2 separate regions of the Mus musculus genome follow, and region 2 is linked to region 1. A link is a contact called in public promoter capture Hi-C data. All regions are on one chromosome and are shown on one strand. The core of a region is the stretch at or near the end of the contact, and the rest is flanking DNA. Distances in the headings are between cores, read along the strand shown. Region 1 has its middle 27 kb from the start of Gm38388. Region 2 has its middle 30 kb from the start of Cd28.

The links. Capture Hi-C pulls out chosen DNA fragments and counts their contacts.
Region 2: a promoter capture Hi-C map of adipose tissue shows a contact between it and region 1. The contact joins two enhancer-like sites. A contact is called at or near these places in 4 of 39 promoter capture datasets (the C10 cell line, the HPC-7 cell line, embryonic stem cells and 1 more), 1 of 15 datasets of contacts at CTCF or cohesin (CD8 T cells), 1 of 484 Hi-C or Micro-C datasets (nephron progenitors), 2 of 115 datasets of contacts at active chromatin or transcription factors (CD8 T cells and heart atrium) and 2 of 9 other capture datasets (adipose tissue and liver).

What each region holds. Positions count from the first base shown.
Region 1 is chr1:60,623,774-60,629,366 of GRCm38.p6, reverse strand. No RefSeq gene overlaps it. Among named protein-coding and RNA genes, the nearest start is that of Gm38388, 27 kb to the right of the region's middle. Within about 2 kb of position 1,691, at least 101 of the 459 cell types and tissues checked have an H3K27ac peak or open chromatin away from gene starts, as enhancers often do. A contact at or near this core is called in adipose tissue and heart atrium, where this site is marked.
Region 2 is chr1:60,713,784-60,719,497 of GRCm38.p6, reverse strand. No RefSeq gene overlaps it. Among named protein-coding and RNA genes, the nearest start is that of Cd28, 30 kb to the left of the region's middle. Within about 2 kb of position 3,652, at least 43 of the 459 cell types and tissues checked have an H3K27ac peak or open chromatin away from gene starts, as enhancers often do. A contact at or near this core is called in adipose tissue and heart atrium, where this site is marked.

The DNA.
Region 1 (5,593 bases), core at 442-2,941:
ATACATTTACAACGTATATGTAAACAAGTTTGTGAGCCCATGTGTGAGTGTAGAGGCCAGAATAGGATGATGGGTGTCTTGCCCTGCCATTATTTGTCTTTGTTTCCCTGAGACAGAATGTCTCACTGGACCAGGAGCTAAGCTGGTGTCTACCAACCCTTACCAATCCTGCTGCATCCACCTATCACAGAGCCAGAGTTCTTGGCCTCTGTGACCCTACATGGGTGGTAGGAATTCAAAAGCGGGTTCTCCTCCTTGCACAGCAAGCCTTCCTACACACTGAATCATCTCTTCCCCAACCTCCTAAAGCAACTCATACCTCAAAAGAAAGGGTCAGGTGTGTAGTCTGAGAATGCTAATGGTTAGTGTAAAGAATGGGAGAGGTCAGTTGAGCTATCTAGCAGCAAAGGCCTAATTTACAATGAAAAGAATTTAAATACTTTCCACTTTCCAAACAAACAAACAAACAAGCACTTAATAAGGGCTTAGTGTGTGTCTGGTAGTGTTTTAAAGGCCCAGCCTCCTTTCTTTCTCACAAGAACCAGGTAGTAGGTATGTAGTTGGCAGATAACACTTGAGGAGATGGAAGAATGGGAGGTTAAGTAACTTCCTAGGAGTTGGACAGACAGCAGGTGTAAAGCCAGGATCCAAAGACAGGCCAGCTGGCACTACAATCCAGGAACTAACCATTGAGAGAAAACAGAGTGACAGCAAACACTCACTGGACTCTACATTGAAGACACCACCTTAAACACCTGCTTTGCTGCTGGCCCTGGTGGTGCAGGCCTGTAATGCCAGCACTTGGAAGGCAGAGGCAGGATTTTGAGTTGGAACCCAGACTGGAAAACGTATTGAACTCCTATCTCAAAACAAAACAAAACAACAGGGGGGATGAGGGGTGTGGGGGGGGCATTTTACATGGATCCTCTCACTCAGTCCTCACAGTGACCCCTGTTTCGTAGATAAACTAACTCAATATAGTGCACAGTTCAAGGTCCTGGTCCCAGAAATCTACTTGAGTAAAAGAACACTTTGCCTTTTTATGCCACAAGCCTGACATTCGTTCTGCGGTGTTGCTGATAAATAAACTGTGAGGTAGTATTTGCAGCATCTACTTCAAAAGGCCTTTCTCTTTGTTGTTTACAGCTATCTGCCCATTCAAAAAGACCAACAAATGGGACTGTTTGAGGCCACGGGGCCTCCTGCTCTGTTTTGCTAGCAGTTTAGGAAAAAAAAAAAAAAGGAAAGAAAGAAAGAAAAGAAAAAAAACCCATCTGTTTAAACCACATCACACTGTGAATTCATTTGTGTTGCTTCTGCCCAGATGTGAAAGGCATTAGCTAATGAGGTCTGTGCTCATGTCAAGCAGGGAGCGTGCTCAGCTGTTCCTTAGGACATTCTATCAGCCGCGCTGTGTTTCCTGTAACCATCGGAAGCTCAACCCAGATGGCAGATCTTAACTATGGCAAATGGATCCAGTCTTCTTACCCCTAAGAACAAACAAACAAACAAAAGGAATTCGTAAAGTTCTGTGCTTTGGAGGGTTTTTTTGTTTACACATATATTTTTTTCTCTTTCTGCAACTAGCCTTAGGCTGCAGTTAAGTTCTCAGAAGGCTCGGCTCCTCTGCAGCTTCCTCAGAAGTGATGAGCTGATGGTATTTGGGGTTTGGGGTTTGAGAGAGGGGAAGTTTGGGGAAGGAAGCAGTGACACAGCCCAGGATTTCTTCTTAAGCGATGTACACAATTTACACTGACTCTGAAGTCAGAGAAAATGACATGCAAGGAGTCAGGCAGGCCAGCCGATGCTGTCACAGGACTATCATGTGAGGCCACCACAGTTGCGTATAGAAGATAGAGCTATGCTCAAGGACAGCATTGTGCTGAAAAATGAGCAGGCATGATGTTTAGGGTGACAAAAGGCTTCCTTGGGATTTGCCTTCAACAAGATCCAGTGAAATCCCAGGTTGCTTCTCTTTTGTGAGTCCTAATCCCTCAGCTCTCTCTCCCAGCCCTGGCAACCAGCAGGACCCAAACCCTGGAAACAAAGCTGACAAAATCCTCAGCTCTTCAGTGAAAGGAAAAGTATCTCAAGATCCCCAAATTCTCAGCACAAAGGAGAGTCATTTGCCCCAGAGACACAGAGGGCAGGGTTAGGGACAAAGACCAGGAGATAGAGGAAGAAGAAGAGGGGAGCAAGGGAAAGGGGAGAAAAGGGGCAAGGGAGGGGGGAGGAGTGTTTTTTCAGGGAGGGGGGATGGACAACAAGGACTGCCTCTGGACAGAGAAGAGTCAGACACGGCACATAGGAAAATTGTGGTTTATAAAGGGAAACCCTGTATTAGCAGAAGGTGTTTAATTTTAATTGGGCATGTTAATTAGGTGAGCCAAAGAGGGCTTTTGATAACTTCAGCTTGGTAGTCAGCCTCAGAAGGAGCTGACCGAATAAGAGAGTAGACCTTGGGGGATAACTTTAGGAATGGAATCTAATGGTTTTTTAGCAAGGCAAGGGAAATTGAGGAGAAGGCAAAGGCCTGACAAAGCCAGTCCCTTCATGCTCAGGCTGCCCACAGTCCCTTCACTCAACCTATGAGGAGGCCATCCTCTCTAGGCAGAACCTGGGGAGAGAACTTGGAGATTAGCAGGCAGATTTGGCATGGGGAATCAGCCTGCCATGGGAATGCAGAAAGGAAGGCAGTGTCTGTAACTGTATTTTCCAACCTTTTGCATGCACTCCCCCCCGCCCCCCAAAAAATAGGCCTTCTTCTTCTCTCCCCTTTGCAGTCAACCTCTGTGCTTCACCTCCTGAGAAAAGGCGCCCCCCTATTTTGTATCTCAGTGGGCATACAAGCTCAATGGGAAGAGAAGGTGGATCCAGGTAGCACTTAAGGTACAACAGAACCATGTTAGTCCACTTAGTGTTTTATGAGAGTCTGCAAAGGCAGCCCTTTCCCACGGGCTGTTAGCGTAGAGAGAACGTGGCTCGGCTTTCAGCATCACAAGATGCCCTGGCCAGGAGCTCTTGAAGTGAGCACAAAGTGCGCAGCCATATGAGACAACCAGCCAGAGAGAGGCGGTGGGGAGCGGGGTATTCAAAACGTCAGATCAATATAACACACCACAAATGGGTCAGGGACAGATGGGTAAGAACGCTCCATATGGCGAGCAGGCTCTGGACTGGTAAGTGTAACCGGAAGATCTCATTCTGAGTGGGGAGGGCATTACAAAGGAGAAAACTAGATGAGCAAAGGTGGGAAGGGAGAGGAAGCACACCGCGCCCACCCCCCCCCCCTCTTCTCCACGCTGCTGCTTTCTCCCTTGTTTGTATGTATGTGTCTTCCTTTAAAATATTTCCTCCCAGTCCTTGCTTTCATTCAGTCACCTTTCTTCCCTCAGGTCTTTGTGTGCATGAGGAAGCCTGTTCTGGTTCTGTCTGTACTAAGCCTTCTCAGCAGTAAGTATAGCGCATTGGTCTCCATAGTTACTAACCTCATTCCTGCCATGCGCTTCAGAGACACGGTAAAGATGGAGACACACACCTGAGGCTGCACAAACATCAGATTTACTGAATCTCTGAGGTTATTTAGCTTTAGTCTTCAGCCTGGGCAGTTGATTTTTTTTTTTCATTACTGTCTCTTTGTCTCTCTGTATGGTCTTAAAGGATGTGGTAAACATATAAGAAATATTAATGCCAGCACACTAGACCCACGGATGCATGATTGACACAATATATCAGTGAGTCATTTACCTGTTGCCCCTCCAAATGAAGGTGTATTTTCAGAACCCAGCTCTCCTTAGCTAACTGGCAAATTAGAAGAGCTTGATGCCAGCATATTTGGGGTTGTTTGCTTCCTCACCAAAAACAAAAAAGGGACTAGTGATAGAGGCAAAGAAGGTTGTCTGAAGTCTTTTCTAAACTATAAAGAGTTTCCCTGGGAAAGAACCATTGACAGAGCTCATGATGAGGTGGTAGGACTCCTTCTCTTACTTTGTTTTGTTTTGAGATAGGATTTTACTCTATATCCCAGGTTGGTCTTCAGTTATAATTCTCCTGCCTCAGACTCCCCAGTGCTGAGATTATAGGTATGTGCCACCACTCTTGCCTTTTACTGGTTTGGTTTGGTTTTTTAGGTTTGTTTGTTTGTTTGTTTGCTTGTTTGCTTGGTCTCTCTCTCTCTCTCTCTCTCTCTCTGTGTGTGTGTGTGTGTGTGTGTGTGTGTATACTCTGTCTTTAAGGACATTCATTAACCCCAGGTTCAGCTTCCCCAGAGTAAAGCTGCAGTCTAGTCCCAGCATCCCTTTTTTTTTTTTTAAGATTTATTTATTTATTATATGTAAGTACACTGTAGCTGTCTTCAGACACTCCAGAAGAGGGCGTCAGATCTTGTTACAGATGGTTGTGAGCCACCATATGGTTGCTGGGATTTGAACTCCAGACCTTCGGAAGAGCAGTCGGGTGCTCTTACCCACTGAGCCATCTCACCAGCCCCCCAGCATCCCTTTTAACCACCCTGCTTCTTTGAACAAAGTGAAGTTAGCTTCTTGGAGCTTTGATTTTCTCACTTAAATGGTGAAAACAATGTGTTTCTGGTTTCCCACCCAGTCAACATAAATTAAACAGAAAGAGTAAAGGGTCTTTGAGAACTGTAAGTCTCTGTAAAAAGTTTTCCTTTATTCCCATGTGAATCTTCCAAATATCTGAAGACATCTGGTTGGCCCTTTGGTCTTTGTGAGTGTGATAGTTCTGTTTTTGTTTTTGTTTGTTTTTGTTTTTTAATCTGGGACAACTGTCCTCAACAGAAAGCTTTCCACTTGACAACTTCTTTTTTTAAGCTTAGCACTCAAAATGACAGCCCAGAGATATGTAAGGATATAATCTCTTAGGCACTGTGAAAGTGTTCCCCTGTCAATAAAAAGCTGAATGGCCAATAGCAGGGCAGGAGAGAAAAGGCGGGACATACAGGAGAGAGAGGAATGCTGGGAAAGATTCGGGCTCAGGCACAGGAAGATTCAGCACTCAGAGTAAGTCAGAAGTGTGAAACTGAGGAGAAGTGACTAACCCGCCACGTAGCAAGTATAAATGAGATAACTGAGTTATGAGCTAAGTGGGAAACAATGCCTACCTTAAGATCATAAGCCCTGTAAATAAATGTAAGTCTTCATATCGTTATTCGGGAATTGGGGCAGACAGAGAAAAAGCTAGGTGTTACAATAATACAACTAACAAAGGATGAAGGATGTGATTTGAGGTCATCCCTGCCCACCCTGACCTCAGGCTGCTCACAGAGCCCTTCTATTTTTACCGCCTTGGGTTACACCATGGCCCTTATGGCCTCTTCTATACAGTAAGTTGGGGTCAAATAACAATTTGCTTTTCCTTTTTTAAACAGACTTTCTTTTTAAGAACAGATTTTGGTTACAGAGATCTCCCATACACACCTTGTCCCCACCACACTTCTAAGACTTGGGTGGTTGTTGTTGTTGTTGTTTTGGGGGGTTTTTTTGGGTTGTTGTTGTTGTTGTTGTTGTTCTAACATGAACTGCTATCAAAGCTGATTCAGCATTTCCTGGGTTCATTTAATGTTAGGGCACAC
Region 2 (5,714 bases), core at 2,403-4,902, 88 kb before region 1:
ATTTAATTTGGTTTGATGGTCTGTTACCTGTTGGTCCAACTGGCATATTCACTCCACATGCTGTGCCAATATCTCACAAGGTATAGGTAATCCTGATCCTACTTCTCTGATTCTTAGACAGATGGATATATGAAGCATAATGTTACTTAATCTCTGGAATCATGAAATCTGTTGCCTTAGTCAAACTCTAGTCCTGGATAGCAAAGTGGCCTTTCAGCCAGAGTCACAGTACCAGGACAAGTCAAAATGTAGGTAGAACTCTCCTCACTGGGATCTATTTCTTTGGCAAGCCATTCATTCATCCAAAAATGGTTAACGAGATTAATCATTTAATGAAAGCTGAGAAGATAAAGGTAAATAAAACATCTCAAGTGGTTCAAGGCAGACAAGTGCAAAGTAAGTTTCTCCTTCCAAATTAATCGAAAGAGGATATGTTATATTCTGGTTCATCTAGAATTATCTTCCTAAAACATCTATACACTAGGTACATCAACCTACTTTATAAATGCACCACGGAAGAATTAATGAGACTGTGCAAATATACGTGTACAACCACATTTATTCTTTCATGAGATCCTGAAAGTATACAAAAGAAAATGAACCTCCCACCCACAGACATACAAACCAGACTTCACCATTTAATACAATGACTGTTCCTTTAAGAGATGTCTGGAGTCACTTCCCCACCCAGCCCAATAAGCACAATGGAACATTTTCCTTGAGATTACCTCACTCCCGCTGACCCACACAGGAAATAATTATTTTGGTAGTCTCTCATAAACAGTAAAATATACTTGCTTGAAAAATAAGCTCTTTGACCCTGTAAGTCAGTGGCTTCGTGAGCATACCAAACTAAGTATCCTTCCAAATCCAACAATTTTGTACGTAAATGGTGCCTTATTCTTGAATTGTGGGTTCCCAGATCCAGGCTCCACTTGACAGTTCTGCCAAGATGCCACCACGGACAGTGGTTTCCTTGTATTTCTGCCTAAAGAAGAATGTGGCATCAAAGAAAAATTATATTTCTTTCCTAAGATAGAATTTGGAAATTCAACAGATGTCCTAGCAACAGATTCAAACACAGTAGTCATGGCTGAGAAATCAGCTCTGCTCTTGCATGTATCCATCCTAGGGTGCACCAGAGAAATGCAGCGATGTTTAAAAGAGTGATGGTTTGGAATGAAATTTCTGAGTCTAGTGAAAGATCAAGATGTCCACTCCTAAGCTAACTGAAACCTGCTACCATGTATGTCCCTTTCTTTCACTATAGAATCCCCAAAGACAGCAATGTAGAGGATTCCAAGCAAACTGTCTGTGAGAGGAGTCTGGCTACCTGCAGAAAACAGAAGCATTGGAGCCATAAGGCCATGTTCCCAGTTGAAGGTGACACTAATCTACTGAACACCCAAGTCACTCCCTTGGTATAAAAGCCCATTGGGCAACTGGAGCCAGGGGGCTGTCCCTAAATCTGATGCCTGTCTTTGGATCTCATTTCCCTAACTAAGCTGCCTTGTCTGGCCTCAGTGGGAGTGGATGTGTTTAACTCTGCAGAGACTTGATGTGCCAGGGTTGGGAGATAGCCAGGGGGACCTCCGCCCTCTCAGAGGAGATGGGGAGAGGTATGGGGGAGGGACCTTGTGAAAGAGAACTGGAGGAGGTGAGGACAGTGATCAGAATATTAGATAGATAGATAGATAGATAGATAGATAGATAGATAGATAGATAGATAGATAGATAATGGAAAGGGAGGAAAAGCCTTTCGGGACTACCTGACAAGCACCCAAATTGATTGGAGCTAAAGACAATGGTGTGTTTTCCTACCTCTTTCAACAGTCTGCAACTAAGCAGGTCAGATCAGGACTCAAAATGTCAACTGAAGAATCAGGAACTCAGTTACCTTCCATCAAGTCACCACACTCTTCTCTTTCAGGCCACAAGCCAGAAACTGGAGTATTTCTGCTTATTTCCTATCGACGAATGCTTAGTCACATGACCAATGTAGCTTCATGGTCGTTCCCATTTCCATACTCAGAATTCAATGATAATGAACAAAATGGAAATCAATACCAAGAGACATCCAGGAGTCTACCACACTCCTCAGCTTTCTGATTGTTTCACTTAATGATAGATATGTTATCAGAAGACATAACCTCTTGTCTTACATAACTGTTGTAGTACCCATCCCTCCCAAATTACTCTGCTCATTAGACCTGTGTTAGTTGGATCCACTGACATACTAAGGCATGAAAGATCCTAAAGAATGGAGCCAGGGTTCTTGTGCACAACTGTGTGATAACATCTGGCCAGATGTGTAAGCAAGCTTGCTCTTACCTCTGGAGTCTACCTTGATGACCACAATACCCAACTATTGACCCCATGGTTGTGAGGGTCACCTTGTTTCATTTTGTCTTCCTTTCCCTATACATAATAGGAGAATTATCCAAGGTGACTCCCAGACAACTTCAACATTGGAAAGGAAAGAGAATGTCTCCACACTTCAACTGAAGGTAAACTAGTCCAAGAAAGGACTTACATGTCAACTTGGAACTTCTCTGAGAGCTTCTGGGATGGTACCAAGAAAGAAGCTATGTACAGAGGAGGCTTGGGAGTGACTGGGCCAGTTCCCTTCTTGTGTCCTTTGGAGTTGCTGACTTCTAAAGGCACAGAGAATTCCTGACTGGGACTTCCCTCTGGCTTCCACTCACTGAGGAGGAATGGAAGAAGACTCTCTGGTGAGTGGATTAGAATCCCACCTGGTGTTTACACCAAGCTACAGGATGTGCTTAACATCCTGGCATGAATGGGCCAGTGCTTGGCGGCAATGAACAGCACCTGCTTCGAGTATCTACTTGGCCAAATAAACGAACGATACTCGAATATCAAGTAATTTAAGAACCAAATATATGGATGCTCAATAGCTCAAAGACCTCTGAAAGGCAAAGCAGTAGTGGAAACCACATCGATACAAGTTCTTCCTAAAGGAATGAGAAAAAGACGTAAATTTGTTTCTGTGCTATTAGCAGAAATCATGATATACTGCAACTAAATCATTACTGTTTTGGAAAGAAAAGATACTTGAGGTAAGAAATATTAATAAACAACCTATACTCAACATAGACCTATAAACCACAGAAATGGGAAGATTTAACCAGTCTCACACCTGGTGTTTATGGGTTTTGTTTTTTACAGCACATTTATTGGGGCATATAAATACAGAATATTTATATAAATACAGAATACAGATAATGTATATACATGCCATCGAACCTTAACAATATTTTAATTACAAACCTATTCCAAAGTCCAACCTAGGTCAGGAAACATTAGCACATCCTTTTCCTGTTTCTGCCTTATCCGAAAACTGGAACAAAACTCTTGGAAGGGATCCAGAGTATCAGGAAGAAATTGTTTTAAGTGTTGCTATGCATGAGCCAGGCAGCAGAGCAGCATGAGCTGACCTCCATAGCTGAGGCTCTTCCTATGTAATAATAACGCAAGTCCTAAAAAGACTCTGCTGTGCTCATTTCTGGCAGTGGGCAAGGGAATTTGTACAAATGGCTGACTCTCAGATCGGCTGTCACTCCTTCCTCTACTCCACACAGCCCCGTTAGCACTTACCTCATTCATTACACTGTAATTATTTGTTCACAGGCCTGTCTCCAGGACATGGAAAGGAGTTAAGAACACTAGCTCTGCAGCCAAACTGTCTAGATTTGAATCATAGCTCTGCCGCTAGCTCGTTTCTGTGGCTCTGAGCAAGTCCCTTAACTTGGCCAAGCTTCTGTTTTACCATCGCCAAAGCCCAGTTAATAATAGGTCATTAGAGTGTCAGCTGTGCAAACCTCGTGACAAATGGATGAAAGCCACATCCATCCTTAAAGAACATCTTCAGTAACTATTAGTGTTCTCACTTAGAGTAAAATCACTCATCTGTGTATTCCTGTCCCCAGTGTGCCTGACTCCTGAAGGCAAGAGAAACAGGGTAAGAAAGACAATGTCCTCGGCTGGTCTGCTACAGTGCACTAGTGGGACTTCTCTACTGTGTACACTAAAGAAGAATAACCAGGCATCTGTGGCCCAGCTCCAGCCATCTTCCTCTTAGGCAAGAGATGCCCTCACAGGGTATAACCCAAACCCTACATTCCCAGCTTCATCTTAGTGGGCAGACCCACATTTTTCCTCCCCAAAAGAAAGCAACTATTCTCTGTTTTCCTTCAAGAGCTAGCTTTGGTGCTGTCTCTGGGTCTCACTGGGAAAGATGAATTCCAGGTGGTGCTGGCAGAGTCACAGGTCCCCACACTGAGCTCTTCCCTGCAACCTAAACTGATCAGTCATAAGCAGGATAGTTTGACTTCCATCTGCCCTTCAGTGTGTCGTTTCTCAACATGTCCTGCTCATTGTGCCTCTAAGACTAAACAGAGAGGGATGGGGGAGGAGAGGGGAAAGGGAAGGGGAGGAGGAGGACTAGTTCTGCATCCAGATGGTAGCACACATCTGCAATCCCAGAAGCAAGGGGATTGAGGCAGGAGGACCACAAGTTCAAAGCCAACCTGAACTATGTATCAGGATCCTGGTCTTGGAAAAAGTAAAAAATTCAGATTTCTAATTTTTCCTGAGTTTAATGAAGTGTTGCATATGGGAGAAACTGAAAGGCAGACCTTGGCAGTACTGAAGAATTGAAGAGACCAGGTTTGACCTGTTCTGACCACTTTGGGCAGTATAACCTGGACTCTCTTGAACCTTTTGCCTTCTGTTTGGATTCCATCAATTACATGAGACTCTGTGGGTAGGAGGAGAGAAACCTAAGCATTTGTCAGTCTACCCTTGCCCTGACTGACTAGGTTTGACACTTATGGCAAACCTCTACATAGCTCTCACTCTGACTGTGTGGCCCTCTCTGCAGATCTAGCTCTTGCTGGGTTCTCCCCACTTGTCCCCAATGTCCCCTCAAGTCTAAGAGCAGTAACAGCTTTCCAACATGCCTAGTTTCCTTGGTCCTCCCATACTCATGTTATCTCTATTAACCCTTTCCACACTTCTGAAAGGTGTCCCTTTGTTAAAAATCTCTTTAAGGATGCTGGGCATGGCTGGCTCGTGCCTATACTATTGTTACATGGGCAGGCGGCAGGAGGATCACTGTAAATTCAAAGTCAACCTCATCTATATAATGAGTTCCAAGCCAGCCATGGTTTTATATATATCAGGTCATAGGGAAAAACCAAACACAAAATTTAAGTTAAAATAAAGTATTTTGGGAAAAACTCATTTGACTGCTAAAATCCTAACTGAAATGAGTGGTCAAACACAACAGGAAGTCTAGTGGAGAGGAAAACGTGAGCCCTTCATCGTCTGACGGCAGTGAACATTGTCTCATCCAGAACAGTATAATCCTCCTTTTCATTACACCTTGCTGTAGCAACCTGCAGACAGTGTTGTTCTGCTTAAAGAGAGAGACCCTGATCAAGCCACCCTTATACTCAGTTGCATGTGATGGTTCGGAATCTCTTCTCAAATCAAAACATGATAGGGAGTGGAAAGTCAGAGAGAAGTAGAAGTGACACAATTAACTGTTTATTTTTAGCTCAATGAGGAAGGATTTGCACTTTTGAAGATGTGACATTATGATATAGAGAGCACTCAGATCAACATACAAAGATAAAAGATCTGAAGTCTGCAAGACAGGAGCTTCTGAGAATATCGCCTCTAAGCGAATA